2 separate regions of the Gossypium hirsutum genome follow, and region 1 is linked to region 2. The links are chromatin contacts, called in public Hi-C maps. All regions are on one chromosome and are shown on one strand. Each heading gives the region's core, a stretch centred on a gene start, on an enhancer-like site or on the middle of the called end of the contact. The rest is flanking DNA. Distances are from core to core; before and after follow the strand shown.

Region 1 (2,938 bases), core at 317-2,816, 140 kb before region 2:
ACTTCAACATTAGGTCTGCGTAGGGTGGAATTCCCTTGTGAAACCTTCAGCTTGACTGAATGAGCAAATTTCATGAGATTCCTAAACCTAGGCAAACCATCAACGTGAACTCTTTCGCAAACAACTTTAGTTCCAGGCTTTAAACCAGGGGACTTCTCCACTTGTACGCCAGGAGTTAACTGCAACGTCTTATTAAACTCCCCAACAACTGCAAACATAAAACAACATGATACAATCAAAATTTAAGGACTTCCCACTACTAAGACATTATTACGAGCAATTACAAGAAATATGATAAGCACAGACAACCCAACCAACTAAAGCTATATGAACATTTGATTCCTTATCCATCTAATTTCATCAAGATTTAACTCTTTAACCACTAAAAGGCAAAAAGAAAACCCTAATTCATAGAATTCAGAGAGTTAAGATAAACATGCAAGAAGTAAGAAAGAAAAAGAAGGCAGAGAGTACCCAAAGAAAGTTTCTGGGCAGATGCAAAGGAGGAAAAACTTGAAAGAAGGAAGAAGATAAGGCAGAGAAGCAAAGCAGAGGGGAGGTCCCGTTTCCTGGTACCCATTGTTGAGTCGGACTTGAGAAATTGAGGAAAGCATGCATAGGCAGGACTTTGAAAATACAGTCGGAGTCGGAACCGGTCGTTTTGGTGTCTGCTCGATGGCTTTCTTGTCTTTGGTGGTGCCTTTTTAGCTCTTTTATTAGTAGCGTCGTTTTGGTCTTTTTTCACTCCAACACCAAACTTAGAACCCACTGTAACGGACCCAACTTCCAAAACACCGAAAATTAAGAGACATAGATGATAGCTTAAAGCATTCACAACATCATAGTCATAGTCCATGCTTTTGTAACATCTTACCCATTCTTTGATTGTTCACTGGCATTCAACATCAACAATTCATTAATTTAACTTAGCTAATTTACCTGGTGTTGTTGTTGAGTTTCAATTGGTACCTTCTGATATAAAGTGCTTTCTGGACACTGATATCAGTTGCCCAAACTTTGCAAAGGTAACAATAATAGTTCTGTAATATGGCTTAGTTAGCAGCTCGAGTTATCTAAACAGAGTCTAAAACACAAGTAAAAACTAAAAACATAACTTCATTTCTCAAACCTCAAACTCAATGTTTAAAACAAAACAAAAAAAAGTACACACACTCAAATCCAGCCAAAAACCAAGCAACCCGTCATTCCCTCATCTACAATACACATCAAGAGTCAAGAAATTGCTTAAATTTTCAAGTACCTATTTTCACTTGAGTCTGTCTTGATCTTTGTTTTGTTTCTCCATTTTTGATGCAGACGTGAGGAGGAGAACGAAGGACTAAGCAAGGATTAGAAGTTAGATCTTAGATTCATGAGATTTTTATGGGAGAAAGTTTTATGGAATAGGGAGTTTTGGGGGTAAGAAAGAGAGTTTTCTAACTTTCTGTTTCGGACAGAACGAAAAAATGAAACAAAAACAAATGCTGGAAAAAAATAGAAGGTTATAATTTGGGAATCAAGCCCGCTTTCTAAACAGGGTGTGGAAGATTTTTTCGGCCTGACCCGGCTCCTTCTGAATTTGTTTAGATATCCTTTTATTGTTATTTGCTATTATTTTGTTATTATTTGCTGTATTTTTTATTCATTCATCTAAGCTCGAAAGCTGTTTGAAAAGTGAGAGTGTTTTGGTAAAATACAGGCTTAAAAAATTAGATTAGATAAAAAAATAGATATTGGGTAAGATTTTTTTGACCTGTCAGGCTTGGCTCGAATATACCTAAATGTTTTTTGTACTGCTATTTTGTTGTTGTTTGTTGCTATTTTGATGATATTTTACTCTCATTTTATTATTATATTGGTACTATTTTATTGTTATTATTTGAATATTATATTAGTGTTATTTAAATATAAAGATTTTTTAAATATATTTTCAATGTTTGAGAAAAAAATTATTTTAATATTTTTAGTGTGTTTAATGTATTATATTTTTAATATTTATTTTTATATAAAAATAATACATAAAAAAATTAATACAAATAGATCGGATCGAGTTTAAGTAAAATTTTAAGTGTGATTTTTAAGTTAAGTTAGACTCAAATTTAGAAAACAAACTTAAAATTTTAGATTAGTTCCGCCGGACCCATGTTTGGGTATAATCGTGATGGGGGCCATGATGTTTTTTATGGGTTTGGCCTAAGTTTGGGGATTTGGGTATTTGAGTGGGAATGGGTAGGTAGATTATGGGTGGGTGGCTGATGGTATTTGGACTTTGGGTTGATTTTGTGTTTAAACATAGTTTTCATTTAATATTTTTATGGTTTACTTGATTATGAGTTATATTTGTTAGTTATTTTAATGGGTTATTTAATGATTACTTATATTTGTTTATTATTTTGGTTTGGTTATTTGATTGTTATTTTTTATATTATTAATAATTATAGTTATGAAATTATGATTATTGTATAACTAATCATAAAATATGCCATCATGTATTTAAAATTTTTTATATTTAATTTTAGTTAAAAGTTTAATATAAAAAATAATTAAAAGGTTTAATTTATTAAAAACCTTATGGATTATTATTTTTATATTTTCGTTTTCTATCTTGAAATTTAAGTTAAAGGTTTAAATTTTTTATAATTTAATTTTATTTAAAGGTTTAATATAAAAAAATTGTTCAAGGTTTAATTTATTAAAAAATTATGCATTATAATTTGAGGTAGATTTAATTTAAAGGGTGCATCAAGCGAAGATATAGGATGGCATTTTAGATTTCTTATGCCAAATATGAAAGGAAACATGTAAACTACGTGGAAAAGTTAAAAGGAGGAATAACACGATTTAAAATTTCCATTGCTTATAAAACCAACAATGTTGCACAATGCCCAAATGTAACTAATATATGATATTTTGTATGTTTTTTTAAATTTTATAATTT
Region 2 (2,902 bases), core at 212-2,711:
GATGAGCGCCATTCGATTATAATATATAATCTTTGAGTTTCCATCAAATTTCGCATCAGTGAATGGATTGCCAAGCAAATAACCCTGCAATAATTGCTAGAAATTTTGTAGCATTCCGGAATCTAAAACACCATATCGTAAAAAGAAATTTTTGAAGCACAACAAATCGGTATTCTCATCAGGAATTTGATGGTGGAGTACTTACTTTGAGATTCAATACTGGTTTGGCTTCAATATCTGAACCAAGATGAATAACATGGTTATTGCTCCATTGATTAACAACATATAAAAATACAAGTCTTATGAGGATGAGGATGTAGCTAGCTACCATCTGATATTGCTTGAGTAATTATAGGTACAATCATTCCCGAGTAGGAGTCTCCGGCAATGTAAAGTGGATTCGAGATGAACTTCGGATGACTCTGCAACCACTGAACAGAAAACACTACTCCAGGTTACAAAAGGAGTTGTCTAAACCTTATAGCAATATATGGAATATTTAAGTACAAGCAATATTAGCAGTAGAGATTTGTCTAAACCTTCCTCAGAAAATTATAACAACTAATAGCATGTTTCATATCCCCAGTCTTGAAACCTTGGGCGGTCCTTGAATAAGAGAATCCAGTACCAACAGGAGCATCTAGGAAGATTATACTTGAAACCTAGAAAATTATCAAGGATGTTCACGAATATCAAATATCAGTAAAGGGAAATAAGAGGCTTGGCACAACTCAATTAGTCGTAAATGATTTCACCTTTGTCCATGCATATTGGTTCAGGAAAAAAGTTGGTAAGCTGCCATTGTACTCCACCATGTTAAAATGCAGGGGTCCTAAATGGATTTAGAGGCTGGAAATGAGCTTGTAATTAAGATATGATTCCTTGACAAAGTGGATATAACCAACCAGATCACCTATTTCAAGGAAAAACCCAGAAAGACTAGAGCAGCCAGGGCCTCCAGTGAGCCAAAGAACTAGAGGATCCCCTGCTGGGTTCCTTTCTGATTCAATAAAATAGTAGAAAAACTCCAAATCATCCACCTCTGTGTATCTGAGACATTCAATTAGCTAACCCGTTATGACTAGTCAATCGGATTAGTTTCCAATGGAGTACATACTCTCTCTATTCTCATATATATTCGAAAAATGTGTTGGATACAAAGATTAAAGAAAAGATTAGCTTTTAGCAGAAGGGAAGTTACCCAGTTTCAAGTTTGAAGGGAAGTGGAGCAGTAAATCCAGGAAGAGAGTCAACTACTGAAAATGAAACTGCAGGCTTACACCAATTCATTACAAATACCATGTAAAAGCATACAGCCTTAATATATCCCGACATCTTTGCTCAACCACTGTACTTAGCTCAATCTGAAGCCAGAATTCTCAACTCACACCTACTGTCTTGCTGATGATAGAAATAAAACCCTATTTTATTTTTCTACTCAAAAAAATAGTAACTAAACAAATAAACTTCCACGTGTTTATAGACGAAATATTTTATACATCTGTGCTCAGTGCGCTGCCTTTGACGTTGACTCATGAAGAAATTATACATGTTAGGACAATTACGCTTTAATCCTAAATAAATCGTTCAAGTAATGTATGGGCAGAATTTGATTGTCAGAGGCAACTACTGCCGTATATGCATTCTCATTAAGCTACAAATTTGGATAAAATTAGAAACTTATTTTGTATTTACTAGAAAATCAACACTCATAAAATTTATTTTTTCACACATTTATATATTTTTATTATTGTTTTATGTTGTATGTTTATTATGCTTGATTGTATAACTTATCAATTTAAGTAACTTGAGAAAAAGTTTTTTTATATCAACTTTTTAAAATTTTTAAAATATAAAAATATAATTTAATCTTTTATAAGATATAAAGATATAGTTTGTGTATTGTTATAGATATCTTATTAAGTGGATGTCCATCAAAATCAAAATAAGTTTTGATGTTCTTTAAATTTTAATAATCATTAGAAGTAGATATCTACTTCATTTATACTTTTTATGCCTATAAATAAAAATTTTAGAGAAGCTTTGTAAATGTCCCGATTAATCAATAAAATACGCTCTCTTTTTTGTCCTCTCATTCTGTTTGTTCTTTATTCTCTGTTATTTTATTTTATGACATTTTATCAGCACGATTCTATTTTAATTGTTTTTCTCCATAAGTCACAAAATTTTTTCCCTTTCACCAAGCCTTACCCCGTTCAAGCAACAACCAATGCAATAGCTAGTCACTCAAATTTGCTACTCAAGCTGATGTCGATTACCTTCTAGAGCTACTGTTATTTCAGTCTTCAATTGAAGCTTGCGTATTATGAGTAATCATTATGCAAAGAATTTTATATAATCCTTATGTGGTATGTTTTTCTCCTTTGTTGATTGATTTTTGGTAAAATTATTTTATGAAAAATATTATTTCTTTAAGGTTTCTTTTAAACTAAGATTCTTTTATTAATTATAGTATATATGATATTTGGATGATTAAATTTTTTTATGATTAAATTATTATTACTAAATATGCTTGAAATTATTGTATTATATCTTTTAAATTGAATTTATAAATATTTGATTAGAGCATCATAAGATTTTATAAGATATATGTGGTATTGAAATTTGGTACAATATGTATCGAATAACTTTCAAGCGTCATACACAAAAATTTTGATTTTGTTTATTAAATGATTTTTTTACTATTAGATTATAAATGTTATTACGAAAACAAAGTTGTTAAAAAATCTCAGGTATATTTTACTATGATTTATTTATTATATCATATTTATTATAATTTGAAACTAATCATAACAACATGAATAGATAAATTTTGATTTGAAATTCACGCATGTTTTGCAATGGTGATTATGAAATAAAGAATCAATAGAGGTGTTTAGAA

What was found. A called contact is a pair of places that touch in the nucleus more often than the background predicts.
Region 1: a contact with region 2 is called in a Hi-C map of hypocotyl, with 3 times the contacts expected there. The contact joins the promoter of LOC107945465 here to the promoter of LOC107945467 in region 2. A contact is called at or near these places in 4 of 34 Hi-C or Micro-C datasets (hypocotyl, leaf and seedling).

The regions. Positions count from the first base shown.
Region 1 is chrD12:27,354,369-27,357,306 of Gossypium_hirsutum_v2.1, reverse strand. It overlaps LOC107945465, which reads right to left and starts at 1,566. Exons shown (of 10, transcript XM_016879481.2): 1 at 475-1,566; 2 at 1-208. The coding sequence starts at 856.
Region 2 is chrD12:27,214,736-27,217,637 of Gossypium_hirsutum_v2.1, reverse strand. It overlaps LOC107945467 (serine carboxypeptidase-like 2), which reads right to left and starts at 1,461. Exons shown (of 14, transcript XM_016879484.2): 1 at 1,202-1,461; 2 at 914-1,050; 3 at 756-832; 4 at 540-662; 5 at 329-431; 6 at 206-237; 7 at 1-84. The coding sequence starts at 1,335.